Regions from separate parts of the Mus musculus genome. Here all the other regions are linked to region 6. A link is a contact called in public HiCAR-type, HiChIP or PLAC-seq and promoter capture Hi-C data. All regions are on one chromosome and are shown on one strand. The core of a region is the stretch at or near the end of the contact, and the rest is flanking DNA. Distances in the headings are between cores, read along the strand shown. Region 1 has its middle 42 kb from the start of 4933412O06Rik. Region 2 overlaps Gli3 (GLI-Kruppel family member GLI3). Region 3 overlaps Gli3 (GLI-Kruppel family member GLI3). Region 4 holds the start of Inhba (inhibin beta-A). Region 5 has its middle 61 kb from the start of 4933412O06Rik. Region 6 holds the start of AW209491 (expressed sequence AW209491). Region 7 overlaps Gm31450 (a long non-coding RNA gene).

Evidence for each region. Promoter capture Hi-C pulls out the DNA fragments that hold promoters and counts their contacts. HiCAR-type assays count read pairs that join an accessible place to other places. HiChIP or PLAC-seq counts read pairs in DNA pulled down with a chosen protein or histone mark.
Region 1: a contact with region 6 is called in a promoter capture Hi-C map of hippocampal neurons, with 20 times the contacts expected there. The contact joins the enhancer-like site here to the promoter of AW209491 in region 6. A contact is called at or near these places in 20 of 39 promoter capture datasets (the 3T3-L1 cell line, 3T3-L1-derived adipocytes, the C10 cell line and 14 more), 3 of 15 datasets of contacts at CTCF or cohesin (the NIH/3T3 cell line, embryonic stem cells and stem cell-derived epiblast-like cells), 5 of 484 Hi-C or Micro-C datasets (bone marrow-derived macrophages, cortical neurons, ganglionic eminence and 2 more), 29 of 115 datasets of contacts at active chromatin or transcription factors (the NIH/3T3 cell line, acute myeloid leukemia, astrocytes and 16 more) and 3 of 9 other capture datasets (adipose tissue, embryonic stem cells and liver).
Region 2: a promoter capture Hi-C map of epiblast stem cells shows a contact between it and region 6, with 10 times the contacts expected there. The contact joins the enhancer-like site here to the promoter of AW209491 in region 6. A contact is called at or near these places in 12 of 39 promoter capture datasets (the 3T3-L1 cell line, the C10 cell line, cranial neural crest and 9 more), 7 of 115 datasets of contacts at active chromatin or transcription factors (astrocytes, embryonic limb bud, embryonic stem cells and 2 more) and 1 of 9 other capture datasets (adipose tissue).
Region 3: a promoter capture Hi-C map of frontonasal cranial neural crest shows a contact between it and region 6, with 5 times the contacts expected there. The contact joins the enhancer-like site here to the promoter of AW209491 in region 6. A contact is called at or near these places in 5 of 39 promoter capture datasets (cranial neural crest, embryonic stem cells, epiblast stem cells and 2 more), 4 of 115 datasets of contacts at active chromatin or transcription factors (embryonic limb bud, embryonic stem cells and stem cell-derived neural progenitor cells) and 2 of 9 other capture datasets (adipose tissue and embryonic tail).
Region 4: a contact with region 6 is called in a HiCAR-type map of fibro-adipogenic progenitors, with 12 times the contacts expected there. The contact joins the promoter of Inhba here to the promoter of AW209491 in region 6. A contact is called at or near these places in 8 of 39 promoter capture datasets (the 3T3-L1 cell line, 3T3-L1-derived adipocytes, hippocampal neurons and 5 more), 6 of 484 Hi-C or Micro-C datasets (Th1 cells, cortical neurons, myocytes and 2 more) and 2 of 115 datasets of contacts at active chromatin or transcription factors (astrocytes and fibro-adipogenic progenitors).
Region 5: a promoter capture Hi-C map of neural stem cells shows a contact between it and region 6. The contact joins the enhancer-like site here to the promoter of AW209491 in region 6. A contact is called at or near these places in 9 of 39 promoter capture datasets (cranial neural crest, embryonic stem cells, frontonasal cranial neural crest and 6 more), 6 of 15 datasets of contacts at CTCF or cohesin (the NIH/3T3 cell line, embryonic stem cells, large pre-B cells and 2 more), 33 of 484 Hi-C or Micro-C datasets (the AML12 cell line, B cells, the C2C12 cell line and 22 more), 18 of 115 datasets of contacts at active chromatin or transcription factors (the NIH/3T3 cell line, Th17 cells, astrocytes and 9 more) and 1 of 9 other capture datasets (embryonic stem cells).
Region 7: a contact with region 6 is called in an H3K27ac HiChIP or PLAC-seq map of acute myeloid leukemia, with 4 times the contacts expected there. The contact joins the enhancer-like site here to the promoter of AW209491 in region 6. A contact is called at or near these places in 5 of 39 promoter capture datasets (3T3-L1-derived adipocytes, cranial neural crest, embryonic stem cells and 2 more), 3 of 115 datasets of contacts at active chromatin or transcription factors (acute myeloid leukemia, embryonic stem cells and stem cell-derived neural progenitor cells) and 1 of 9 other capture datasets (embryonic stem cells).

Annotation. Positions count from the first base shown.
Region 1 is chr13:15,758,251-15,762,422 of GRCm38.p6, reverse strand. No RefSeq gene overlaps it. Among named protein-coding and RNA genes, the nearest start is that of 4933412O06Rik, 42 kb to the left of the region's middle. Within about 2 kb of position 2,827, at least 157 of the 459 cell types and tissues checked have an H3K27ac peak or open chromatin away from gene starts, as enhancers often do. A contact at or near this core is called in the NIH/3T3 cell line, adipose tissue, astrocytes and 13 more, where this site is marked.
Region 2 is chr13:15,705,056-15,709,216 of GRCm38.p6, reverse strand. All of the region lies in intron 10 of Gli3 (GLI-Kruppel family member GLI3), which reads right to left. Among named protein-coding and RNA genes, the nearest start is that of 4933412O06Rik, 95 kb to the left of the region's middle. Within about 2 kb of position 1,371, at least 42 of the 459 cell types and tissues checked have an H3K27ac peak or open chromatin away from gene starts, as enhancers often do. A contact at or near this core is called in astrocytes and epiblast stem cells, where this site is marked.
Region 3 is chr13:15,660,096-15,663,800 of GRCm38.p6, reverse strand. It overlaps Gli3 (GLI-Kruppel family member GLI3), which reads right to left. Exons shown (of 15, transcript NM_008130.3): 8 at 3,626-3,705; 9 at 2,807-2,920; 10 at 1,271-1,411. Among named protein-coding and RNA genes, the nearest start is that of 4933412O06Rik, 140 kb to the left of the region's middle. Within about 2 kb of position 1,355, at least 6 of the 459 cell types and tissues checked have an H3K27ac peak or open chromatin away from gene starts, as enhancers often do.
Region 4 is chr13:16,010,181-16,014,061 of GRCm38.p6, reverse strand. Inhba (inhibin beta-A) reads right to left here and starts at 2,211. Exons shown (of 5, transcript NM_008380.2): 1 at 1,972-2,211; 2 at 1,676-1,862. It also overlaps the pseudogene B230303A05Rik.
Region 5 is chr13:15,739,874-15,744,036 of GRCm38.p6, reverse strand. No RefSeq gene overlaps it. Among named protein-coding and RNA genes, the nearest start is that of 4933412O06Rik, 61 kb to the left of the region's middle. Within about 2 kb of position 2,061, at least 97 of the 459 cell types and tissues checked have an H3K27ac peak or open chromatin away from gene starts, as enhancers often do. A contact at or near this core is called in the NIH/3T3 cell line, astrocytes, embryonic fibroblasts and 6 more, where this site is marked.
Region 6 is chr13:14,628,227-14,631,880 of GRCm38.p6, reverse strand. AW209491 (expressed sequence AW209491) reads right to left here and starts at 1,623. Exons shown (of 2, transcript NM_134067.4): 1 at 1,517-1,623.
Region 7 is chr13:15,934,950-15,938,627 of GRCm38.p6, reverse strand. All of the region lies in intron 2 of Gm31450 (a long non-coding RNA gene), which reads right to left. It also overlaps the pseudogene B230303A05Rik. Among named protein-coding and RNA genes, the nearest start is that of Gm31450, 5.1 kb to the right of the region's middle. Within about 2 kb of position 1,782, at least 23 of the 459 cell types and tissues checked have an H3K27ac peak or open chromatin away from gene starts, as enhancers often do. A contact at or near this core is called in acute myeloid leukemia and neutrophils, where this site is marked.

The DNA of each region.
Region 1 (4,172 bases), core at 1,578-4,077, 1.1 Mb before region 6:
GATGTCCTGACACACCAGCTATCCCTGAATTGGAATGATCCAGTCTCTCCAATCAAAAGCCAGCACTGAGTATCTGACCTGATCACTCCTCCTGTTACCCTGAAATCAACCAAGCTTTGGCAAGAGCAAAAAGCAGAACAAGCGTTCACTCAACATAGGCAGAATAGAATCTCAGACACACAACCAGTGAAATAAAGTCATATGTCCTGGTCCCATCATAGAAAGAAAGGAAGAAAGGAAGAAAGGGAGAAAGAAAGAAAGAAAGAAAGAAAGAAAGAAAGAAAGAAAGAAAAGTAAAAGGAAAGAGAGGAGAGGAGAGGGGAGGGGAGGGGAGGGGAGCGAAAGAAAAGAAGAAAGGAAGAAAGGGAGAAAGAAAGGAAGAAAGGAAGAAAGAAAGAAAGAAAGAAAGAAAGAAGAGAAAGAAAAGTAAAAGGAAAGAGAGGAGAGGAGAGGAGAGGAGAGGAGAGGAGAGGAGAGGAGAGGAGAGGAGAGGAGAGGAGAGGAGAGGAGAGGAGAGGAGAGGAGAGGAGAGGAGAGGAGAGGAGAGGAGAGGAGAGGAGAAGAGAAGACTCAGGTTAGCATGTCATCGCTGCCCCCCCACCCCCCCCCCCGAATGCCAGTCCTATGTAAATGTTAACCTCAGGACACAGAATTGAAAAGAACAATTATACACACGTTTCATGAGCAAACACTTAAATGAACTTAAAACAAACACAGTAAACTGACTGAAGTCCAAGAAAATACAAATAGCTGCTTGGAATCAGCTACTCTTCTGCTGCTGCGACTGGATACCACAACTAAGACTGCTCACGAAAAGCGACTTATCTGGGCCCACAGTTCCAAAGGGTAAAAGGCTATTACCAGGAGGGACAGCATGGCAGCCAATGGTGGCGGGGACAGGAAACTCAGCACTCAAATCCTGAACCACATGTAGAAATCTGAAAACATAAATTTGAAGTATGCATGGCGTTTTAATCTCAAAGCCTGCCCCCCAGTGACATAATTCTTGCAGCTAGGCTGTCCCACCTAAACCTTCCTAAACGGAGCCACTATCTGAGGACCAAGTTTTGAAATACCCATGACTGTGGGAATTTTTTATTCAAGTGATGATATACAGAAGACAGACATAGAGATGGATGTAGCTTTAATGGCGGGTTAATCCCCCCACCCCCAAAACCATAGACTAACCTCCCACCCCTCTCTTCCGCCACCCCCCACCCCCACAGAAAAAAGAAAACAAACACAGTGCCATGCAAGTGATATCTTACTTTGAGTTTTTGGTGGATGGGATTCGAAAGACCCCACAACAACATAGACTTTTACCATTGCTTTTGCTCGCTTGAATAATTGATGTTAATTCCCTATTGCTGAAGACACCACATACTTTGGGCATGGAACTGACAGAAATGAAACTGATACTGACCAGAAAGCATTTTCCTCAGAGCTCTCACACTGTCAGAAATGCTATGAAGGTTCTAGACAGTCCTACCCAACTCTAAATCCCGTGAACCTGCTTGTTTGTTTGTTTTGTTCTTGTTCAGGAAGGAGCTCCAATCATAGTGATCAGATGTAAACACATGAACAAAAGGCCAGTACTAATTGGACTCAGTAAGTCACACACACACACACACACACACACACACACACACACACACACAATTATATACGAAGAGATGCCGCTGAGTGATGGTGGCGCATGCCTTTAATCCCAGCACTCGGGAGGCAGAGGCAGGTGAATTTCTGAGTTCAAGGCCAGCCTGGTCTACAGCGTGAGTTCCAGGACAGCCAGGGCCATACAGAGAAACCCTGTCTCAAAGAGAGAGAGAGAGATGGGGAGAGAGAGAGAGAGAGATGGGGAGAGAGAGAGAGAGAGAGAGAGAGAGAGAGAGAGAGAGAGAGAGAGAGAGAGAGACCAATAAGTTGAATCAAGGCTCTCAGAGACTAATCCTGACTCTGAGATTCCCACTCACATGCGCGTGATTCCCAGAGCACCTGAAGTCAAAGAGATGTTCTCCTGGTGCCCGGTTCCTTCCCTCCCTAATGGGCTCTCCTCCTGACACCCTGGCTGGAAGCTTCTTCCCCCAGACTTTGTCATTTTCCAGGCTTTTGTTGTCCTCTCTCACACAGTATTCTGGATCCAAGGCCCCCGTAGAGAAGGACCCCTTTCTTGCTGTCCTGTTTTCCTCTGGGTAGTAGACACTGGGCCAGCTCTGTCCCTGACCAATCATGTGGCACTAGCCAGCTGACTCCACCTCTCTCCTCTTCTGCTTTTCAGATCTGTTTCCCCCTTCTTCTCCCCACCACCCCCACCCCAACCCCCACCCAACCCCACCCCCAGGACTTGTGGTCACCCATATCTGCCCTCACTCTACATGCTTAGTAGCTCTGGCTGTCCTGATCTCCTCTACATTCGTGTTTGAAAGGTTGCCTGGTCACAGATAAGGCAAACAGTTTGAATAAAGGGAACATGTAAAAGGAGCACCTTGCTAGGCCATGCGAGCAGAAGTGGGCACGAGACAAAGAAGCCTCATTCAATCTTCACTGTCCTTGCGCGGTGATTTGGGCCCACTGTGAAATTAAGGAAACTGGTTTGCCAAAGGCGGAACTGTTATCCACTTAGGCACAAGGCTCCCTGGGGCAGGCCTCATGCTCTATCTCCCAAAGGGCCTGAGGGAAGTCATTTTGCTTGTTCAGAAAGAGTAAGGAAGGGGGAGAGAAGAGGAAAAACAGCTCCAAGAATGCTGAATTGGCTCTCTGCGGGATGCTGCCGGCTGCTGCTTCACAGTAGAGATGCCAAACCGAGCCTAGACCCACCCTGTCAGCAACAGCGCTCTTGTCACAGCAGATCCGCCAATACAGCCTGCGCCACCGAGGAATCCTTGTTTATTTGTATTTCGTGCTAAGAAGAGACTGGCCCAGATCCAGGAAAGCCACTCCACGAAGCGGCGCCCCTCTCCAGCAGCTTCCGATTGATTCTAAACACTACATGCCTGGAATAGTCAAACCAAGACGCTTTTTATCTGCTCACGTAGGTTCTCGCTAACACCCGAGAGGAACGATGCTCTCCTGGGGATTTTGGCAAAGTAAAGCGCGGGCCTGCGGGCAGCCATTCCGCATGTCGCCGCGCGGTGGCGGAAGCAGCACAGCAAAGGGGTTCAGCGAGGAAGCCAATAACTAAACCGTGATTCTGCGCCCCAGGACCTGGGTCGTCCCCTGTGTGCAAAGGGTCGCCCAGAAGGAAGAAGGGGAAGGAAAAAGGACAGCGGCGTCCCATGAGAATGGAGAGTGATGGTAGTGTGTTCCAAAGATGCGTTTTGTTTTGTTTTCTCTGGCTAACACCGGAAATAGAAGCAGCAGAAAAGGGACTGGAAGGATTCTCCCTCTGGCACCGTGCAACAGCAGCTGTTCTTTGATTGAAATGCTCTGTTACCGTTGTGTATGAGGCTTAATCGCCCAAGGAAGCTGCAGCTTCTCCCATTCACTTTCTTCCATATTCTCCCAAAAGTATACGTCCCAGTTAGCTACTCTGTAAAATTCAGTTCTGGTGTCCCCAATCCAAGATTTCTTTGTCGGTGTGGGCTGTGTGTCCAAGCCACAGTCTTGCCCATACATCAGCTTTGCCTCTATGCACCACGCCTTCCTACCCCCACCTACAGAGTGCCTTTTCTAGTCAGCTGGTTCCCTTTGGCATCCTCTTTATTTCATCTTTGGAAGGGTTGCCTATCCATATTGAATTCGTTGAACCCTGTATTTGGAAGCACAGCAACAATGTTCAGCCTTGTCCTGATGCCCACTGGCATCCTATATAATTCATTCTGTCCTGATTATCTTGTTAGGTAGATGAGACAATTGGGGCTCCACAGCTAAAGTAAGTGGTAAGTAGAAAGGAGCCCCCCTCTCCATGTCCAGGTAACTCAGGCACTTGCCTTTGCCCTCAGAGAGGGGCAGCTTTGTCATCAGGTTCCTCTGACCAGTTATGGCTAGGACTTCATTTCCTAAGCAGGATGAAGCTATGTTCTGGCATATTCTGAGAGGTTCTGGACAATGGATCTATATCCCCAACACCGCATCCCGACTATCACAATCATACTCCATCCTCTCTCTCTCTCTCTCTCTCTCTCTCTCTCCCCCTCTCCCTCTCCCTCTCCCTCTCCCTCTCTCTCCCTCTCTCT
Region 2 (4,161 bases), core at 122-2,621, 1.1 Mb before region 6:
CACACTCACACACACACACACACACACTCACTCACACACACAGGGTTAGCAAGCTTTTATTTATAAACCAGATTCTGCTGTCAAAGCATCCCTGTACCCTGCTGTAGACTCAGTGTCAATGAGAAAATGAGCTACTTACTTATGGATGTCAGAAATTCTCACAGGCCAAAAAATATTTCTTAGCATTTTATTTTCAGTTATTTAAAGGCATAAAAATGATACTTAACTGATGGGCTCAGCTCAAGGGCTACACACACACAGACACACACACACCAAAAGCCCCCAAACCAGGCAGTAGTTTGGATCTGACCTATAGGCCCATCATTGTCTTGCCTCCAGCTGAAATGATTACAGGGCTTCCTTCTTGTACTCAAACATAAAATAGTACAAGTAGATGGAGGTAGGTTTTCATGCTAAAGAAAAGAATCTAGAAAGGAATAAAAACCAGGTTGCTAGGGCAAAAAGTCTCCAAGAAAGTGAGGGAGTTCAGCCACACTTTGCTGTATGTATTGTTCTACCTGAAGGTCAAAGAGTGCACTCATTTCTCTTACTAAAATCCAAGCTCACTGAGACAACACACAATGAATAGACAATTGACACTGAACAGACAGACTGATTTCTAAGTGAAGCTGGCCTGAAATTCAATGACTGTGAGTTTATTTGTGGTTTTCACTGAAAATTTGACTTCCTAACAGTGACAATGTTAATCAAATATATAAATAATTTAATTGAAGGGAAAATAATGCATGATTAAATTCTAAACTAATCCAACACTTCGACATGTAATTTGCCAGAGGCCCAAGAACCGGAAAGAGATAGATGGTATAAATTACAATGCCGTGTGTGTGAGACACTCTAAATGCTCCCTGTTTGAATAAACAGGGGACACTGGGACCAGCACATTTCCAACAAAGGCTAAGTCCAAGGACTGGACTTCCAGTTGGAACTTCATCTGGCTTAGGATATGATAATTGATGATATTACCATAACCGGCATAATGATCAAACTAAGGTTGGATAGTCACCAACTATGATCAAGCCTTTAGCAGAATGAGCCAAGGGCCATAATTCCATCTTTGCCACTCACCCTAGTCTGTGAGAGCCTAGAGAAAGGCAGGAGAATTCAATAGCTTACTTGCCACTGGGGAAAGTGGAAGGCACCTCTTTATTTCGAGGAATTCTCTTTGGGCAGCTCTGGCCCAATTGTGAACCAAGGAGACTTGGAGAAGGGCAGAAGAGAGACCTGAAGGGAAAGGAAAGGGAAGCTTTTCTTTTCACTAGCAGCAGTAGAATGGAAGCCTACAATGGACTTCACTGAGCTAATCACCGTCCTTTCTTCGTGCTTCATTATGTGAGTAAGTTCAGAGCAGGCAGTTTTCCTAACCTTCAGCTGTAACAAACATGTGGCTTAGCCACAGTGGGCACTCACACAGCCTTACATAGAGCAGCTATTCAATCAGTTGGGGAAGCCTGGAGGTACCTCTTGCTTTTGTTCTGCACCCTCCCCCCTTCCTTTGGTCAGATTCAATTTCCACTTGGAAAGCACAGCTCTCTAGATAAGTAGGCTCAGTTCTCAGGAACTCCCTGAGAGGAGAAGTTACAGCACTCTTCAGAACTGGGCAGAAATTCACTCCTGCCACCTACCGCCCAAGGTGACTCGCATATCAGTAGACAAACACTGGCTGCTTCCCAAGCCTGTTTTCTCTAGTCAGCAGGATCCTGACAGCAGAGAGCGATTCCTCCCAAGGCTGTCATGAAAAGTCTCGGTTAAGCATATCCAAAAGCAGTCACAGTAGGACATGCAGACCTTGAACCCTTCAAACATTGGCCAGTACCACTCTGCCTTTTCATTTATTTACTCTGCTAGTAAAATAGCAGAGTTTCCTGTCTCCACCTGTTTCCAAAATAACACAGCATTCCCAGCAATTTCAAATATTCCCATATGTGTTGTCACAGTATAAGGTACACCCGAAAGCAAGAAAATATGGTCCTTAGAATACTGCCAAGTTTACGTGATATTCTATCTCTCTGTCTCTGCCTCTCTCTCTCTTACACACACACACACACACACACACACACACACACACACACACACACAGTATTATAGATGTGATAGAGAAGGGAACACAGTAGTGTTTCATGTATAAACACCTAAGAAAGTGGTGGTGAGCCATGGGCATATATGGCTCTCAGACTCTATTCTCTTGCTCTGGCTGGGACTTGCTCCCTCTGCCCGGTTTTATCTACTGTACACACTTTGGCTACCTTGATTTGGGTTCCCAGAGACATTTGTAAAAAGGAGGGACGTGAGAAAGTGATTTAGACTTCATTAAAGTTTAATTCATAATAAAACACATTTGGGAGAGGGAGAGAAATGATTTACCTAAAAGAAAACCAAATTCCCCCAGAATTCCTCCCACTTTTCATCTGAGCTGGGCTGACATCTTCTTGTGTGTATTGCTTGATAAGCAGTATTTCTGAAAAGTTCCATGACTGTCATGGCATGGATTATGCTAGGGACACACTGTGATTGGATTCCTTAAAGCATTAGGGAGCAGAAATAGAAAAACGGTGCAAATCACCAACTATCAGGGCTGAAATAGGCCTTATATATCAATATGCACTTTAATTTCAGATAAACAAAATAATTTAAATTGTTTTTGTGGCACCTGTCAATCTTTCAAACAGATTATTTAAAAAGCTATAGCTTGCTGTGGGAGGGGCCTTCTCCAGAGACTTCACAGACAGACTGCTGCAGCTCCAGCTGGTTAATGATATTTCTGACTCATCTGTAGCTGTCTGACACGCCATAAAAACAGGAAAACAGTAAGAACTTAGAAACAGCACTTCTTAAAGTAAAGACTAATTTCTGATTCCTGCTCTGGGGACATGAAGCATTAGGGGGCTCCTGAGAAGCCAGGACTTGGTTAGAAATGAATAAACGAATCCCCATTGACAGGCACCTGACACAATTAAGCAACACAATTGTTTCTGTTATGGGGAAAAAGTAAATTCTGTTAACAAGGACAAGGCAAACATTATCTATGAGTGAGGGCTTCTGCATTAAGATGGAAATGCATGGGATTAAAATACAAATCCCACCCACTCCCTGCAAACTAACACTGAGGTAAGCTGGGCACAGGTCCATGGAAGTAAAACAAAACAAAACAAAACAACAACAACAAAAAAACCCCATTATCCTTCACAGGTAAAAATAAATTAGACAAAAAAGAGCAAGACTCTGGGACCTGTTACTATGTGGATGAACACTGGAATCCTTCTGTGTGAATGGAGCCATGGAGCAAAGTACAAACTGTGTGGTAATTCCACAACCTCCAGGCTAGGTAAATCTATACAGAAAGAAAGCAGGTGGTTTCCTGTGGGTAGGATACATGGAGAGAACTGAGAATGATAATTGAGGGCTATGGTTTGGTAAAATGTATTCGATATACTAAATTGCTATATGCTTTAAATTATACAGTATGTGAATTATATCTCAAAGATATCACACACTTATATACAAAGGGAAAAAAATATCAGGAAAACCTGCTCTGTAGTGGAATCTGAGGACGATGTGGGGAAACAGAAAAAGTAAAAGAAGGAGAAGGAGGAGGTAGGTGGTATGTAACCTCCCGGGGGGGGGGGGGCTTCTCTTCTGTAGAGACAGAGATGGGATTTTACAAGCAATCCTCAACATACGCTCAAGGCTCCATGTGCACACTCTTATCCCGCCTCATCTCCCTCTCTCCAGTAGGCTGAGCTGAAAGACAACATTTTTGAAGACAGTACTTTCTGGTTAATTTCATAAAGTACTGAAAGTGAACAATCTGGAAACTGCATGGGAATCATACTACTCTATTGATTGATTTTATTGCTTATTTATTCTTATTTCATGTCTTGTCTTTCAGGTGGTAAAAAGTGAGTGGGGTGAAAAAAAAACGGAGGAAAGAAATTTAAAACTTGAGTTGTTAACAAAACCAAATCAGAAACATCACAAACTAACTTTCACTCCAGGCCAGGAAGGGAATGGGAAATAAGGCATGATCAGGAAAATTCTATTCCCTCTGTGCCAAACAGCATGGCAGCGCCGGGGGTTTAGATGCCCGAATCCTTGCTTGCTGTTATACCTTATGAACTGTCCAAGATAGGATCAACTCGGGAA
Region 3 (3,705 bases), core at 106-2,605, 1.0 Mb before region 6:
AACAAAAGAGGAAGGAAAAAAAAACATCAAATTTCATGTGTGGAAAAACCTGAAAATACACGCTAATTAAAAACATTTGACTTACTTTTTGGCTGTACTTGAGAAATCTATATTTCTACTTACACATATACAAAGAGGCATGATTTAAAGAGAAGAAGTGAGGTCCTGCTGGTAAGAGGTGAAATCTAACATTCTGTATATCACGTTTCTCATAATCTCGTGTGCTAGACTTGACACAATCGCTACAGCAGCAGTTCTCAACCTGTAGGGCACAAGCCCTTTGTGGGGTTGCATGTCAGATATTTACATTACAATTCACAACAATAGAAAAATTACAGTTACGAGATAGCGACAAAATGATTTTGTGGTTGGGGAGAGTATGGCAACATGAAGAAAGGGCTCACAGCATTAGGAAGATTGAGAACCACTGCGCTATAGAGATGCTCAATCATAAGAAACTGTCCTATTTGGTACAATCATCCTTAGTGCCTTAACAGGACACTGCGCTTCTGTAGAGACATCATCTCAGCCTATATCTTCTTATTCCAGACACTCTAAATGCTGTCCCATGGCAGTTGATCTTGGTCTTATATGGCTAGAATGCTCCACTGGCATCTGAGTTTGTGCCAAGCATGACAAAGACACAGCAAAGGAGCTATGGGTATTCATCAGAAATAACACTCAAGATATCTGCCCTTGGTTTGGTAAGAGAAGGAATGGTGTCATAACGTGACTACTGTAAGGTTTCCATCATTAAACAAAATTGTTTCCATGCAAGCTTTAATCCACAATGTTGCCTTCAGGTCAAAAATAAAGCGCTACATTGCTACATACAATAATAGGAGGCTCCTTCAACTTTGAGGTCTGTAAAAGGACCCATGTGTTTTTGTAATATTTTTATATTGTTACTGAGTCCTGGAAGGGGACTGAAACTTAGTTAAAAGGTTAATAATAATTCATGTCCAGCTTACTATTACTCAATAACCATCAAAGCCTCTAACTCAAAATAGTGTTTTCTGGCTTACAGGATCAGAGTCATTACACTCTCTATTGAAGACTTTATTGAATTTTACACTAAGCTTTAGCTGACTGAACAGGTCAAGCACCATGGCTCAGGGTTTCCTTTATTCTCAGAAAATCATAAAGCCCCCTCCAGTTCTCAGTGCTGCCAGCTAAGAAACTTGACTCCGCGCAGGGTCAGAGCCGCTGCCCTCCTGCAAAGGTCGCTGATTTGGGAAGCTGCGTCCGTCCCCACACAGCAGCCACTTACATGCACAAGCTGATCTTGGGTGTCGAACTCTCTGGTGCAGCCTTCCCAGTGGCAGTTTGTCTCGTAGATGACTTCAGGCTCCTGCTTGCTTTCATCTTTGTCCGCTTCCTCCTTGACTAGGGTTGTTCCTTCCGGCTGTTCCTGGAAGGGTGAAGGCAAGAAACAGAGGGAAAATCAGGCAGAGTGGAAAAGAAAGAAAAAAGCTGAAACCTGGCCCTGCTCCAGAGACTAGGAACAAAACTGACATCTTAAAACAAACAAACAACAAAATAAACAAATAAAAAAATCCAAGGCAAAAATTAAATAACAACAAAACCCATAAGAGTAGCATATTTTACATCCTATTCCAAACTGTCCCTATCTTGTTCGGTTGTTTTGATTGTCTTCGATCGCTTTATTTATTGTTATATCTTATAATGCAGGCGAATGGCACTGACATACTTTTAGTTCTCTCCCCTGATGTGAGAGGTACTTTGTAGACTTTTCTGTTAGGGATCACACACCTTCTTGGTTTAATATCAGGTCTTCAGGGAAATGCTTGTCTGACTCATGGTTGAGGCCGTGGAAAGAACACCCGATGCTCTGGACAGACTTTCCTAGTCGTCAGCAACAGCTTCTTAGTAAATGCAATGCAAACACTCTCCAGGATTCTAGGCACTAGCTACACAGACAGATCTGAGCCCTGCTGTAGGCTAACATGATAAACTGTTCATGAATACACCATGGTGTAAGCAGCAACATTGTTTGTTCTCCAGCACGCTATGACGAGGATTATTTCAGAACTCCCTCCTTATCATAACCTCATTCAGTCTTCAAAATTCTCATGGAGGGACCCATTGCCTTCCTTCAGTAAGGACTGGGTTGAACCATACAGATGATAACAAAGTTCTGACTGCATGGACCTGAAGACTCTCACTAAGCTCTGACTTGAGGGAAACAGCACTGATCAAACCTGCCATGCCAGGCTCAAGCGCATAAGAAACGGCAATCTGGGCATACCCTACATGTTCTTTAGAAGAGGCGGATTTAAGTGATCAGCAATTCCGTCCTGAATCTATTTGGCGGGACTTGAGTCTCTTCTGATTCTCTGAGCTTTTTGAACAAGTACAAAGTAGCAAAATAAGAAAAGTGGAGAACATAATCAATGAAGGGGACATCATAAACTGCTGAGCTGAAGCATGAGGCCAGAAGCTCAGGAACTTAGGGTCGAGGTCAGTGATAAGAAGCCTCATCACATCTATGAACAGAAACAGACGAGTCTAACCAAACACTCTCTGGACTACGATGGCTCAAACTTCTAAGCCATCTCACCTATGAAGAACACATATCCCCACATAACATCCTTCACTGCAAGTATTTGGTTTTGAACTAGAGAAATGAATTCAGCCAATCGCTAATGGGGTCATTTTCAAACACATGGCCAATGTCAAGAACACAGTGGGTAGGGAAATGTTGTGTATAAATGGAGAGGATGAGGAACTGATCCCAAATCACCGTGAGAGAAGAAAAGGCCCCTGGAAAGCCTGTGTGTCTTACCTGCTGGCCCCGTGACCCTGGGCTGGGGAGGTCTTCATCAGGCTTGATCTTGGACCGCTTATTATGCATAGGGTCACCAGTGCTGCTCACTGCAGACTCGCTTGTGGGCTTGCTCTGCTGGTCATATTTGCAGAAAAAAAAAATCAGGCTTGGGTTAATAAATGGAACTCAAGTAAAAAAAAAAAGTCTGAAAACAAACAAGCTTGTTTGATAATATAACGAGGATTCTGTTAACACCAGTCACCCATGGGAGAGTCCAGATGATGCATTCTTCACTTCTGACTCACGAGTCGCTTGTGGCTTGTGAAAGCTTGAAGAAGAGAGGAAGTGCCCTAGACTTCAACAAGCTAAACTTATTTCCGAAAATGTTGAGTTTGGGTGGGAGATCAGAAGAAACTATGAGTGAAGTTCCTCAATTATAGCATCAAGATGTTTTCCCTTAAACCACCCCAGGCTGGCAAAAGGGTAGAGAGACTGGTGTTTCATGTTTACTATGGAGGGTCATATTGTGCCCAGTAGTAGCCTGGTTACAGTGGAGGGAGTGGATAGTGGCTGAGAGTCCACACACATAGACCATCAATAGAAGATGAAGTTTATAGATCACTAGAGTGGGGCTTTATCAGCTAGCCTACTTTTAATCATAAGCTAACGGCTCTGATAGAAGATGCCCTGGATCACATTCATCAAAACTGAATACACCCTTAGAGAAAAATCAAGATGCCGTATGAAGCCTTAACAATGATGGACCCTGTGACCCTAACAACCAGCATGATGATAAGGCCTCTGTGGACCAAGCTGAAGCAAGGCTGCACCTCTCACCTGTGAGGACTCAGAAGGGCCAGAGCTGACCTGGACGGGGTTCAGAACTGTCGGAATCCCAGGGATAGGTCTCTGTGTTG
Region 4 (3,881 bases), core at 962-3,461, 1.4 Mb before region 6:
GCAAAGCACCGTATTTTTTCCACAGCAAAGAAAATTCATAGTGTTCTTTATAGGAATTCTAGTATTATAATTATGATTATAGGAAAATATTTTTTTCAGGAAAATCTGTATGTCCATGTGGTGATGGTCTCCCTGCTTTGACTCACACTATTAATTTACACCTTGAAATTGAATGCCTGCTTCATACATCATTTATCACCTCGGACTTGGGAAATGGTCTTCCTTTGCAAGTGAACTTCATAAGTATCCTGCCTAGATGAGTCCCATCCTAACTAGCAAAAACAACAGTAACACACACACACACACACACACACACACACACACACACCTGCATCTTTTCTTTAAAAGCTAGAACTTCAAGTCCAATCATTTGTAAACACTATAAATATGAGTTTAATGAAAAGAAGTGAACTCTCCTTAAAATAGAAGTAAAGTTAGGTTTGGGTTTTCTTTTGCCTGGGTCACACTGGCAGGGAGATAACATAGAGAGAGACGAATGCCCCGATAAGCACAGTGAAGAAGGGCTGTTGTTCTCGGGGCGAAGTACAGCTAAGGCACTGACCAGGTTCTTATGACAAGTTGGATAAAACGTGCAAAACTGGGGACTAATGAAAGCCATATGACCAGATATGTTGTTTCGTGTGCCGGATTTAAGATGCATAAAATAAACTTTTCACTGTGCCCATAAGCAAACTGTAGAGGCTCTGGTCTCCTGATGTGAAGTGGGGAAGGTTTCTTTATGACACCAGGAGCTGTCTGTGAAAGGGTCTCTCTTGAGGGCTTTCAAAGTGTGGATGCTAGCTATATGTGGGGGAAGGGGAGGGGCAAGGGGAAGGAGTATTCTAAGATCCGCATAAGAGAACTGAAGTAGGAAATAAAGTTGCAGGGGAAAATGACAGGAATATGGGTGGCAAAGACAGAAAGATAATCAGTGATAGTCATTTCCATTCCAACCCCAACCCCGGGGTGAACATAAACCTTTGGAAGAGAGGCACTTCCATGCTGTTTGATAAGAATCCCTGAGCATCTAAACTCATTTCTTGCCTCACACATAACTTCAGGGAAAGTCCCACTTGCACCCGAATGTAGATTGTAGACTGGCTTGGCACAGAAAAGTGCCCGAATCAGACCCCAGCTCCGGGGCGCCCTCCTAATTTAAACTCAAGCCTCAGTGTTTCCATCTATAAAGTGGGATGTATAATTTCAGGATCAAAACTCAGTGGTCACAAAAGAATGTTATTTCGGAGCATCCCTGTAGTTTCTTAAGCATGTGTGTCATAAGAATGTTCAAGACCCTGACTGCAGGGGCCGCCTCACACAGGGTCACTCTGAGACCCTGTTGGCCTTTGACACCCTGAAAGTGCCAACCTGCTAAGCCAGTCTAGCAGCTATGACGTAGCTGAATCTCCCCCAACCTCAGAGCTGGAACCACTTTGGGAAAGCCTCCTCTCCTCCATGGAAATCCAGGTGGGGGTGGTGGAGGAAGCAGGTAGGTTAAAATGCTTCTGTGGAATATTCTGGGCTGAGGATCAGCGTTTCCCAGCTGAATTCCAGGGCCCAGGGCGTGCGCTGGTCAGCGCAGCTCTGAGCGGGGTTGGTTTCTCTTTCACTTCCTGCCCCTCCCGCGGAGACTCCCTGCACCCAGGCCCTGTCCCTTTTCAGCTTGCCACCGTACCTTGAGCAGCACCTGCTGGCAGTTTCCAGGGATCACTCCCGAATGCGCAGCTCCAGCCCGGCTCGCGGGACGCCTGGACTCAGGGGCCAAGCTGGTCCAAGCGGCCGCCTCTATTTTTACCCTGAACACCAGCAAGGGCAACTTCGTTTAAAAGCGCAGCTCTTGATTTTTCCCCCCCTTTTGGCAGCTAAAGAATTCAGGGAGGGGAAAGAAAAAAAAAAAATCACTGTTCAGTGAGTGCAGCCGGGAATCTCTGATCCCAGCCCTCGGTGCCAGGGAATGTCAGGGACCAGGACCTGCAGTGGGGCTGCCGGTCTCCTGGCCAACGGAGGCGAGCGGCAGCTCAGGCCCCGCACCCGCAGACTGCCCCTTCCCGAGTGTAGAGTTCGGTCCCACCGACTACCGCACTGGCAGAGTGGCCCGCTGCCACCGCGCTCTGCACCTAGCGGAGGCGTTCTGATTTACTGGCTACTTCACAAAGCTCCAACTCCACGCTGGCCCGGTGCTGCCTGGAGGAGCAGCCACTAGCGAACCCCGGGAGCAGCTTGCTGTGAGGAGGAGCCCGGAGGGAAACTGGTACCTTATTTTACTGTAATTGCAAAAGAAGAGATGTGCCAGAGATTTATATTTAGAAGTTGTATGTTTCTACTTTTATGTAAATGGAGCAATTAGGGCCTGTCTTGTTTCTGCTAACTCGGATGCGTGAGCATTGCTGGGGAGCTGGTGTTTTCAATCACAATTAGTGAGCTGGTCAAGAAACAAAGTTCCTTTGAGGATAGAGCTCCTTTGTGTGGATGAGGGAAACCTGCGTTTCAGTGCTGGCCGGTGGCTTGTGGTGACACACATCTTAGGGGCATAGCTAACTCTGGACTAGTGTGTTTGCCCTGTGCAGCAGCTGGGCCCATATAAAGTTGGCAGAGATCAAGTCGTGAGAATATTCACTTTTCCTCTCAAGCAAACCGTATGTCCTTAAGCTTTCATGCAGGCTATTAATCGCTCTTCCCTCACTATCCCTGAAGCAAGGAGACAGGCTTGGAAAGGAAGCCGTTTTCCACGACTCTGACTCTGTGGTTAGCTGCTGCTCACAGATCCTGTGATTCAGTGAAACATGCAAGCCAGAGAATGTGGACACCTTAAGCAGGTGACTGACAAGTGTCCTCTGATTCAACTGAATGACAGGAGGCTGGTGGTTCAGAGGCACAGACAAGCTGCTGATAACTCAGGGTGTTTGGTTCCTTCCTATGAAAAATCTGTTTCAAAAAAAAAAATTCATGATTTCTGCCTGCCTTGCTGGGAAAGTAAACATGAAACGTGACTATAAAAATGAAAAGAACCTTTGAGGTGTTCTCATCAGCTACGTGTTGTTCTGGGCTTAAGGGGTGGTGGGGGGGGGGGGAAGACCTGGCCTCCTTGGTTAGGGTTACCCTCTCCCCCACAAGAGACAGCACAACATCCAGAAAACATGGGCAGGACTCTGAATGATATTTGCTGCAGTAAACTGTGGAAGTCCCTGTCTAACCATCCCATCAAACGGCTTTGGTAGAGTATGGGGTTGGCAAACCTGTCTGTTTCCTACAGGCCACAGCCTGCAACTAGTTTGGGCCAAATGTTAGATACCAGGATTTGGGCCAGAGATGGAGCGGCACTTTGCAGTCAAAAATCCAACTAGGGGGCTGTGTGCTTCTAAGCTAGAACAAGAATGAATAGTTCAAAACCGAACTGGAAAGGGGGGCATTCACATTGCTCTGAACTGTATCCAAAACAACAAATAAGAGACGGTTAACCCCAAACTCCCTGATTCCTAAGACTCACATTTTTTCTCAGAACCACCTGAGTATCCCTTCAGGCCTCATGCTGTCTATGAGGACCTGCCTTCAGGATATTGAAGACTGTCATCTGAACAGTGGCCCCAGATGCTACAGTTAAAAAATGGGAAAAGAAAAAGAAGGAAAAATTCCGTAAGTAAAGCGTTGTTGTTCACTCCAGAACAGCGGTTCTCAGCTGAACTGGTTTCTCTCTCCGGGACATCTGACAATGCGTTCAGCTGTCATAACCAGGAAGGAGGTGCCACTGGCATCTACTGAACAGAGGCCAATGCTAAGAGCTCTCCTACAATGCACAGCACAGGATGGTGCCCACGCTAGAAAAATTAGCAATGATTATACAGTGAGAAGCCCTGAGTTAGAGTCATGATTTTAAGATTTCA
Region 5 (4,163 bases), core at 812-3,311, 1.1 Mb before region 6:
AATTTCCATTGTGCACTTCTTATCATTTCAGGGATAAGCATTTTGTATCTACAATTATGAGTCCTCGAAAAAACTTCGATGCTTCAGCATGTGTATGTCTTATATTTAGCTATTGGTGGTGTTGATACTGTGTCCAAATGTCAGCCTCCATCAAGGCTTTACCAGAGACCTGGGATCTCAGAGTTCCAGGCACATCTTGGTCTTTGTTCTGAACCTCTTGGTTTCCAAGAAAAAAAGGAATTCCCACCTGTAGAATGAAGCTGTTGTCTGTACTACTATCCCAGCAACAGGACTACATTTACTATTTAAAGACTATAGAATCACATCTGAGTTCATACCAATGATATTATTTCATGAAAAAAAAAAGTGTCATAATAGGGGTTGGCTACCAAAAAAACCATGCTTGTGCTTCGAGGGTTAATACAGTGAGTTGGCTTTATTTCTGCAGGAAGGCAGGAACAGTCGGTCAACTTCATTAGATCAGGTGGCGAATGATTTAATAAGTTTTGCTTAAATTAAAAAAAAAACCTGCATTAAACATCTGTAAAACAAAACTCAGTGAAGCTCGTTAGTTGGTGGACACACTAATGTGCCCTCAGGTACACATTTGACTTTACGGGGAGAGGGTTTTTGCATACCTTGGCCTATGTGTCACCCCACTCTGGTCCTTGGCTGTAGTCTTTATAATAAAATTAAACATAAGGATGGTGCTGTTCTAAGTTCTGTGAATAAACTTAGTAACTATTAACCCTACAAGGTCATCGAAACTCCTGCATTTTCACCTTTTCAGAACCATCAATGGTCTAAAGTTGTGGCCTCCATCTGAATTTCCGGCAGTCTTCGTTTCTGAGGTCCCACTCGTGCAATTCCCCAGATGATTAGTACTGGAAGTGAGTTGTGTAACATCAACAGTTGGGGCTGACATCCGAGATACAGTAACAGACCAAACCTCCCTTTAATCTGTTTTGCATTCTTTCTTATACGAAAAACTCTGTGACTAAATGAAGCTAGGATTTTAGTGCACGTGGTTGGCAAGGCTACATTAGAGTCAGCTTGTTTTTAAAACCTTAGCTTTGGCTCTGTGTTAAATCTACTTGATTTAGAACAGCCTCAGAATGCATTTCAAACTCGTTGGTGTCATCAGCATGCTGGGGGCTGTCAGATGCTCTGGTAGAATTGTGCAAAGAGATATTAAACTGCTCAAAACTTCACAGTAAGTGAAGAAAGCCTGGATCAAGGCAACAGAATGGGAAGTTTGCTACTTACCTTCAGTGCTGTGGACCAGTGTAGTACTCTTTGTCCTGTGCTATGAGGATGTGTTGTAGAAGGTGTTTGTTACTGACACGCAGATGGGGCAAGGGCAGGTGAAAAAGATCTTAACTATTTCCCCAATTCAAGTGATTTAAACTTGAAGGAGAAGCTGCTTGAGTAGGGTTTTGGTTTTCATTCTTTGTTTAAACTTGAAGTGAAAAGTTTATCACGATGTTCCATGATCTCATGTTTAGAAGGATGCGGGTCAAATGGGAAGTGTCAGGGGACCTGGCTTCCTGGACACCATAGTCTGTTAAGAGTTAAGGAATTGAGAATGGCTAGGCAATAGACCAGTAGCATCACTCCTAGAGACCCCAGAGCATCCAAGGTACAGGGGAGGAAATCTCTTATTCAGAATATAGACTCTTCCTGAGCTATGGCATAGATATTATTTTTCTTGTCTCCCATTTGCTGCTTATTTTTAAAAAATCTCTTTTGGGCAGTATATCCAAGTATGATTTGGGTAAATATTTGTGAGTATAAGAATCATGTTCAAATGAAAATAAAAATATTTCTTGACTTAACTCAGCTGAGGACCCCAGCCACAGACTTATCTTGGCCACAAGCAGCTTAGACCCCCCCCCCTTTTCTTCCCCTCTCCCAAGATCCCTGGCTTATCTCCAGCTCCATGCTTCAGCCAGCAAGCAAGAGAAGGGAGGTAGCTGGCTGCTTGTTTCCAGCTAACAGCAATGGAATTCCTTGGCCTGGACATTCAGTAATTCCCTGCCAGCTGGCTGTGTACCATTCCTCTGGGAACTCAGTGAATCACACCTCCACAGTGCATTTGGCTCCTACAAGCCCCGGAGGGTTGGAGCCTTGTGCCTGCCAACAGTAAGGGGCTGAGGCCCAATTTCTGAGCCTGGATCATGTTGGGGCCCCTGGAATTTCTGAGTACAGGAGGTTTCCCAGCTGCAGGGGAAGAGTGCTAATCCAGAAGCAGGGAGTATTCAAGCTGGACCATGCAGGCTGCTCCTGGGGAAAGTGTTCTCCCTGCCCCTCCTACAGGCAAAGGGTCCCAGATGTAGACAAGAAAAGAGCACAGACAAGGTTCCCACCTCTCCTCATTAATGACCATGGAAAGGTCTGTTTTGTTAGCTCTTCAATTAGCATGGCCTTAGCACAAACAGGAGTGGCACGCTGGGCTAAATGTACAGCTAAATGCTTATATAGGACTTTTATTTTAATGGCCTGGAAACTGATGACCAAGAGGGCCACCACTACTGAGATATACCCTTTACTCCTGCATTAGAAGTACACATTGTAAGCCTGGGCCCTTTTCAAAGCAGAGATTCAATGAAATTTTAGCTTTTAGTTGTGAATCTTTCTTTAGCTGGAGGTTGAGAAGGAGGTCTCATTAGGTCTAAGCAGTGTGAGAATTATCCTCCCAGGCCCAAAATGTCACCTTGGTCAGTATTTTAAAAAAAGAAAAATAGAAGCCAGCCTCATGTCCCAAGCAAGGCCAATAAGCGAGGCTGGCTCTGTGCTGCTCTTTGCCTACGTGGTTAGCTCACTGGCCAGACCACCTCTCACTTCAGATACTCATACAGCCTTCTCAGTAAGTGAAAAAAAAAAAAAAAAGACACAGAAAGAAGGGTTAGCTGAGCTGCACAGAACTGTGGCAGGATAGGAAACAGAACAAGCAATGAGGAAACTGTATCCTTGCAATGGGAGAGAAACAACTTACAGGCAGTAGAAGAATTACATGCAGAAGTTTCTTGCAGACAACAATAGTGGAGAAAAGTCCTGTCTCTGACCCTGGTTCTTCCTAGTGTTATCATGTTTCTGCTTTCCAGGTACCAAGGCTGCAGGCAGTGGAAGGGAGGCTGCATATCTGGGTGCCCTTCCTACCTGCTATCCTGTTTCCTTCTACAGGGAAGAACTCAGCTTGAAGGAGCCAAGTGTACCCTCTTCTCTCTGATACCCATCAGTTCCTCTCCAGCACCCCATTACTGGCCATCTACCATCACTACTGGTGCTATTGTAAACATTTCCCCCAAAGGGATAACAAAACCAAGCCAAATCGTGTTAATGAGACCCTCTGTTTCTTGTGTTTCTCCTATTTCAGTCTTACCCTCACTTTTTGTTTATTCCAAAGTCACAGTTCAAGTTCAGTAGTGGCCTTCCTGATACATTGCATGCTTTCTGTCTTCACAAGACAAAGCTGTCTGTGCACCCGTGACTCAACTACATTTACCTGGCACATCTATCTCAGGGATGCAGGTAGGTCTAATGTATTTCCCGCTTGCTTTCACACCAACTTTTGCCTTTCTTCTGCTCTTTTTTTGTTTTGTTTTGTATTTTGTTTTTTGAGACAGGGTTTCTCTGTGTAGTCCTGGATGTCCTGGAACTCACTCTGTAGACCAGGCTGGCCTCAAACTCAGAAATCCACCTGCCTCTGCCTCCCAAGTGCTGGGATTAAAGGCATGTGCCACCATGCCCGGCCTTCTTCTGCTCTTTTTATAGTGACTAATTAACAAAGTTAAGTCTCTTGTAGGAGAGAAGAGGATAGAGAAAAGGAAGGGAAGAATCAATGAGTGAAGGAACTGGAGAAAGGAACATAAAAAGCATAAGAAAACCCACTTTTCTCCTCCTTAGAACATAATCCATGTCAAAGCTGCGGGGTATGCATTTCTTCACTTTGGTAACTATTCAGATTATAACATGTTTTGGTTGTTGTCTTTTCATTTGTTTGCTTGTTTTGGAGCTTTGTGCTTTCATCTCCTGACAATGAACTTGGCAGTGCCTTCTCTTCACATTGGGAAGATGGAGTAACATCTGATCATTGGGTAGCATCCTATGTGGAAAGAAATGTGGCATCTTTGGAAAAAGTCACTAAATTCATCTTTGAATCA
Region 6 (3,654 bases), core at 374-2,873:
CTCAGTATGGGCCCACGGAGGCATCCCCTTCCCCCATACTGACTACACATCCACCAAACATTCACACACACACACACACACACACACACACACACACACATATATATATATAGGATTTAAGTGCCACTCCATAGGATGAAACCCATACTTGGCATCATTATTAGGCTACGAACCTATGCTAGGGAAGTCATAGGCCCTAGGGGAAAACTTACCACTTTATGCTGCTAGATAGTGTAAACTGACTTATTATTATACCCATAAATGAATGTATTTTCAACCCTCATCTAAGAGGCTTCTATTGCAGTAGATAGTTATTAACACAGTTGTTAATACTCACAACTGGCCAAGGTGCAGAGACTAAAAGACTACATATAACTCTTATTCCTAAAAGGGACATATGTAACACTCATATGTTACTCTCACAAGGCTCAGGGATCATTGTGAAAGGAAAAAAGGTAAGACCTGCAATGAAACCTCCTCTGGACACAGCATGCACCAACCCTGCGCAAGCCTAAGCCAGCATGGCAACTGCTGGCAATTCTGAGCGGCTGGGAGAGGGAGAGACAGTTTTCTCTAGGAGTGTAGCCTCCCTCCCACCCTTCAGTGGAAGACCACACATCCTAGACTATTTGGGTAGTACAAAGCAGTCTTGAAGGAGGGGTGGAGTATGGGATTGGTTGAGTCATCCATGGTGGATATGAACCAAACACATGATATGAAATTCTCAAAGAACTGATTTTTTTAATGTAAAAACAACTGCTTAATATTAAAAATCCACAAACTGTCCAAACAAGAGGCTCTCCTAAACTAGTCATCCTAGGATCTCTCACCTCTTACTCCTTCAATAGATGATTTTTGTTTTCTTGGGGCTTGTTGGATTTTTTTGGGGGGGTGGTGGTGGAGGGGGGATTGTTGTTTGTGTTTTGAGACAGTGTTTCTCCACATAACCCTGCTTGTTCTGGAACTTAATATGTAGACCAGGCTGGCCTTGAGCTCACAGAAATCCACCTTTCTCTGCCTCCCAAATACTGGGATTAAAGGTGTGCGCTGCCACTCCCGGATACAGTCTTTTAAGGAGTTGCCTCTTGATTTCCACAGGGTTTAGAATATCAAGCAATCAAGACTGTCTGATTTCTGCATGTGATGTCAACTTAGCAATGTTTCAATAGAACAAAGGGGATAACCAACTGGCCTCCTGTTCCCATTCTGAAGGAAAAGATGGAAGGACCCAGAACACCACACCAGGTGGCCAGCCTGGCTGTTGGACTATGACAAGGTGCGAGAGCCTGGGGTGAAGTGTTTCTGCGTGAGTGTGGTTCCCATTCTGGTATGTCCACCTGCACCGCTGGGCCTGATCCAACAAGTCCGGATCAAACAGGCTCCAGCTGGCCTAGTGCTTAGAGGCCAGAGTAGGGAAGACGCAGTACTGACCCTTCCTGCCCCGAGACCCGGCCCATGCCCTCCCTCTCCACCTCCCTCTATTCCCCACTCACTCCCTTGGTCCCCGGATCCTCACCAGCAGCGCCAGACACCATGCGCACATGGCGAGGGAACACAGAGGCAGTCTGCAGAGACAGCTCACCAGTCAGTCCTCACCTTGTTCTGCTGAGAGGCACTCCGCCTGCCGAGTCCCGCCTCTGGCATTACGTGGTTCCGGCCCGGTGAGCTTGAGCTTGAGTCCCAGGCGGCACCGCAGCGACCATATTTGTTGAGGGCAACCGGCTTCTGCTACCAAAGCGACGGAAACCTGAGCTCCCAGCCAGCAGGGGCGGGTCAAGGGTTGGGTCTCAATCTCACTGAGTCCTGAATGCTAAAACTTATTTGGGTCTCAGATTTGGATATTTTTAGCAAAATAAAAATCGAGAACCATGAGGTTCCAAACGCCACTCGGAAGCATTTTTAGTTGCATCATCCTGGCCTTTACATAGAAGGAACCTTTAAATGTGCTGTCCTTCCGAACAGGGCAGAGAACTGCATAGCTTCAGGGGCTGTGGATATTTAGTTCAAAGTTATCCGAGGTGAGGGGGAGTTTGAGAAAGCAAAACTAATTTTAAGTATTTTTTTAAGTATTATTTTAAGTATTAGATTTCAATTGTGTTTTCCTTGTCCCAAGTACTACTTTAAGGATAGAAGTAACTCAGATCAGACACACTACCAAAATCTTAAGACAGGAGCAATATCTCATTCGGTGCTTTAAATATACTAAAAAAAAAAAAAAAAAAAAAAAAAAAAAGCTCTGTAGCCAGCGCTATTCCAAATACATTACACACGAATTTATTTAGTTCTAAACTAAAGGGTAAATAGATGTATTTTGCCCCTGAGGCACAAACAACGCTGTAAATGCCTTCAGCAAAGCCTGCCAGGGTTTATCAAGCACAAATTCCAGAGGGCTTTGGAACTTCAGGTGTGTCTAAATGGGGGGGGGGGGGGGGGGCAAGAATTAAAACCATTCTTTAAAAAGACTCCATTAATAACATACCAGAGTTCTTTCTCCCATCCAGGGCAGCCAGCCCATTCCTCCCTCAGAAATAAGTTTATTGTGATGTAAGTAAACAGGTGTCAAGATAGAAAGAAGCCCAACAAAAAATAGGCACCATTAGAAAATGGGAAATTTTCCTGATTAAATGTTGCCCCTAGCCTCCTTGCTCCTCCAATGCTCCCACCCCCTACACCTTTTCCCTTCAAACAGTAAATACGTAAAAACTTCCAAAGAAATCTGACAATCACAATCTACAAGAAGACTCATTCACAAACTCAACACTCCCCAACCTTCTCCGGCTTGGATTTGGAGGACAGAGAAGGCACATACAACAGCACGTTTCCTTAAGAAGTACCTTGTAACTGGAACCTTCAGCTACCTGATTACTTTGGCCCTCAAATAAGCTTCTCTTCATTTAAGGGCTGAAGGCACAGATAGGAAACAGCTCTTCGAAGTAAAGGCATATTCTAAACATCAGTGGACTAGAAAGTACAGTAAGGAATTGAAACACAGCAAAGAGCAAGAATCAGATATTCAGTTAACAGAAATTTTAGGTCCATAATCAAGAAAAGTAAAAGGAAAAATGTAAATATACTAAAAAATTTACAAAAAAAATTTTAATAAGGACCTACTTGGGCATTCGGTCTAATAACCATTAAGAAACTTATCAAATGTCCTTCCTTTGGCAGCACATTTTAAACTAAAACCCAAGTGATCCAGAGAACATTAACATGGCCCCTACAAGAGGATGGCACACACATTTGGGAAGTAAAAACTCATCAAAAGGCAAATAATTGTGGAACAAAAGACAATCCCAAAGGCCACAGAGAGGGAAGTATTTTGTCACAGACACAAACTATAGCTAATAAAGGGGCCATTGCACTGGTTGCCAGGAACTTAAAATTCTAATCCTAGAGAAGTACCGACCCCTCCCACTGAGTATGTTTTTACTCTTCTTTACATCGAGGCAAAGGTTAGGGCTGGAGAGTTGAAAAGCTTGGAAACTGACTGGAAAGCAGGTGAGCTTAAGTACCAAGAGTCAGGAACTCCTGTGTATGACAATCAACTGAAAATGCAAAAAATGGTAAAAGAGCTCAGTGCTCCATTAAAAAGCAGAATCTTCCTCACTCTTCCCTTCTACTTCCCCTTCCCCAGTATATGTAAACGTCAAGAAC
Region 7 (3,678 bases), core at 533-3,032, 1.3 Mb before region 6:
GTCTTCACCAAAATATCACAACAGTCTCTCAGACACATACTAAAATTCTTCTCCTCTAAAACATCTAGAACCAGGCCAGACCAGATCACAGTAGGAAGAGGAGTTTAGTATGAAAACCTATCCATAGCTGAAGAGTTATTGGCAGTAGTTACATGCTTAGAAAGGGAGAAACAGTTTTCTCTAAGAGTGCAGTCCTTCATAAGTCAGTGGAATGCCACAAGTCCTAGAATGTATAGGCAGCACAAATGGAACTTGGCAGGATTAAAAAGGAGTCTACACAGTTGGATGAGTTGGGTGGATAGGTAAAGGATGTGGGCATGTGGGAGGAGTTGGAAGAGGGAGTGGATATGATCAAAACCCATTGTATGACATTCCCAAAGAATTAATTAAAAAGTTATAATGTAGACTAATCATATGAAGAACAGAATGGATAGTGTGTGTCGAGGAATATCAATTGGAAAACTGAATACTTAAAATATAACAATGTACCATGCTCTCTTTCTGCTCTCAGGTGTGTTGACTACTGGTGTCATATGAGTTTGCATGAAGCTTGTGCATACTGTCGTAACTACCATAACCAAAAGCAAGGTGGAGAAGAAATGCTTTAATTACATTATTCTTCAACATTCACAGTCTGTCACTGAAGGCAAGCAGGACAAAAACTCAAATAAGGCAGGGACCTGGAGGCAGGAGCTGATGCAGAGGCCATGGAGGATGCTGCTTACTGGCTCTTCTCCACATCTGGTTCATGCTGTTTTCTAATAGAAGCCGAGACCACCAGCCCAGACTTGGTACAATGCACAATGGGCTAGGCCTTCCCCCATCAATCATTAATTAAGAAAATGCTCCATAATCTTGCTACAAGCCCATCTTTTTTTTCTTTTTTCTTTTTTTTATTGAGTATTTTATTTGTTTACATTTCAAATGCTATCCCCTTTCCCAGTTTCCCCTCCGGAACCCCGCTAGCTCATCCCCCCTTCTTCTATGAGGATGCTCCCCCACCCACTCCTGACTCACCATCCTAGCATTCCCCTTCACTGGGGCATCAAGCCTTCACAGGACCAAGGGCCTCTCCTTCCATTGATGCCAGATAAGGCCATCCTCTGCTACACATGCAGCTGGAGCCATTGATCCCTCCCTGTGTACATTTTGGTTGGTAGTTTAGTCCCTGGGAGCTCTGAGGGGTCTAGTTAGTTGATATTGTTGTTCTTCCTATGGGGTTGCAAACCCCTCAACTCCTTCAGTCCTTCCCCGAACTCCTCCATTGGGATTCTCACACTCAGTCCACTGGTTGGCTACATTCATCCACATCTGTATTGTTCAGTATCTGGCAGAGCCTCTCAGGAGACAGCTGTATCAAGCTCCTGCCAGCGAACACTTCTTAGAATCAGCAACAGTGTCTGGGTTTGGTGTCTGCGTATGGGATGGATCCCCAGGTGGGCAGCCTCTGGATGGCCTTTCCTTCAGTCTCTGCTCCACTCTTTGTTCCCATATTTCCTTAGACAGGAACAATTCTGGGTTAAAATTTTGGAGGTGAGAGGTGGTCCCATCCCTCAACTGGGGGCCTTGCCTAACCTCTGGATATGGTCTCTATAGGTTCTCCCTATCCTTTATTGGGTAGTTCAGCTAATGTCATCCCCATTGGGTTCTGGGATTCCCTTGCTCTCCTGGCATCTGGGACTTTCTGGTGGCTATTCTTAGTTAGCCATCCCCTATTGCTACACACCTCTGTTCAATTTCCTGACTCTCTATACATCACCCTGTCTCCTCACATATCTGATCCTGCCCCCTTTTTCTGCTCCCACTCCTCTCTTCCTGCGAAGTCCCTCTTACCCTCTACCTCTCGTTAGTATATTGTTCCTCCTTCTAAGAAGGACTAAAGCATCCACACTTTGGTCTTCCTTCCTCTTGAGCTTCATATGGTCTATGAGTTGTATTGTGAGTATTCCGAGCTTTTTGCCTAATATCCACTTATCAGTGAGTGCATACCATGTGTGTTCTTTTGTGACTGGGTTACCTCAATCAGGATATTTCCTAGTTCCATCCATTTGCCTGTGACTTTCATGGAGTGATTGTTTTAGAAAACATTTTCTTAATTGAAAAAAAGCCCTTTGACAGCAAAGTACTTCACACTATTGCAAGGGGAAATGCCAGCTATTGTTGTGGATTCAATTCTTGACCAAGCAGTCCATGTTATTCCAAAAAAGTCAAAAGATAACTTATGAAAACTGCACCGAAGCTTCCCAGTCTTATCAGGGTTACAGATGAGATTCCCCCACATCCTGTGTTAACCTCACCTTTCTTTGTGGTTTCACTTCTTTCTACATAATTAAGATACAGGAAGTTGCAACAGCAAGGAAATTCTACACCATGGGCTCCAATGATTTAACATCTGAAATGCATGTGAAGGCCTTTCAAGAGCTGCTGGTGATTTTCACACTTCTCCCAACACCTAAAAGGTGTTGGGCTCCATTGGTGAAATCTGCAAGGGTCTTTGATTTATGGATTCTCTATGAATGTTGTCAGTCCATTTGGACTCTACCTTCACAGAGATTTCCCACTTCATCATGGGCTGTCTATTGTCACTAACCTGATCTGAACTTTCCTCTACTTCAGAAATACTCTGAGATTTTAATACATTTATATAGAAAAGTGCCCACAATATAACTAACGCATGGCTCCCAGATGTTGAGACACTGAACAGAGACACTCTGAATATAGGCTGATGGATGATGAAACTCAGCAGGGAGGTGAGGGGCAAGGACAAGGCCATTGTTATGCAACAAGATTGCCAATACATTCTTTAATTTTAAAAGCTTTCTTCCCCCTACATATACACAAGCCCTAGCTGACCTAGCAAATACAATATCAAAGCTTTCAGACCAGAATACATTCCCTGACTACTCAGGGTATTTAAAGACAAAAACTCAGTCACAAAGAGACACACAAGAACAAAGACTAGAAAGGGGCTGGAATACTCAATACTAAAGAAAGAAAATAAATATTTCTTAGGGCCTCAGAAACTAAAGTCCTGCAGAAGTAAGTTATCTCCTTAATACCCACACTACATCCATTTTTTTTAGTTTTTCACAAAAAATAAAATAAAATAAAATTTGACAAATTATAATACATTTATGAGTCTCTCCATAGTGGCGTTTCTATATATGTTACAGCAAAGTCCCTGAGAAAATTATTATTATATTAATCAACAGTGAGTCATTTATAATTATAGTTTGCAATCCTTTATTTTTAAAAAGATCTACTTTCATTTGTATCACAGTCTAAGCTTTTATTTTTTTCTTAAATTTCACATCATAATTCAAAATAGGAAATTCCACTGGAAAGTTGTTTTTAAAACAAAGAATTTTGTTTCCAAAAAGAGAAAATGAGAGAACAAATGGGCACAATGATGCCAATAATTGCATGCTGCATGATTTTTATAATGAAGCAGTTTATTACAGCTACTCCTATGGGTAGGACAAAATATTTGAACACATTTTCAAACCAGTTGGGGACTTACTGAATCTTAGTAATCTTTATTACAGGTTTAGCTTTAGGATTTATGACTGATCTATTTGTAGTGAAAATCAAAGGGTACACACATGTTAGTATTTTACTTACCCAGTCAACTGAAAGCCACTTCCCCAATACTGTAGACCTCTAAGAAGGAAAGGCTGG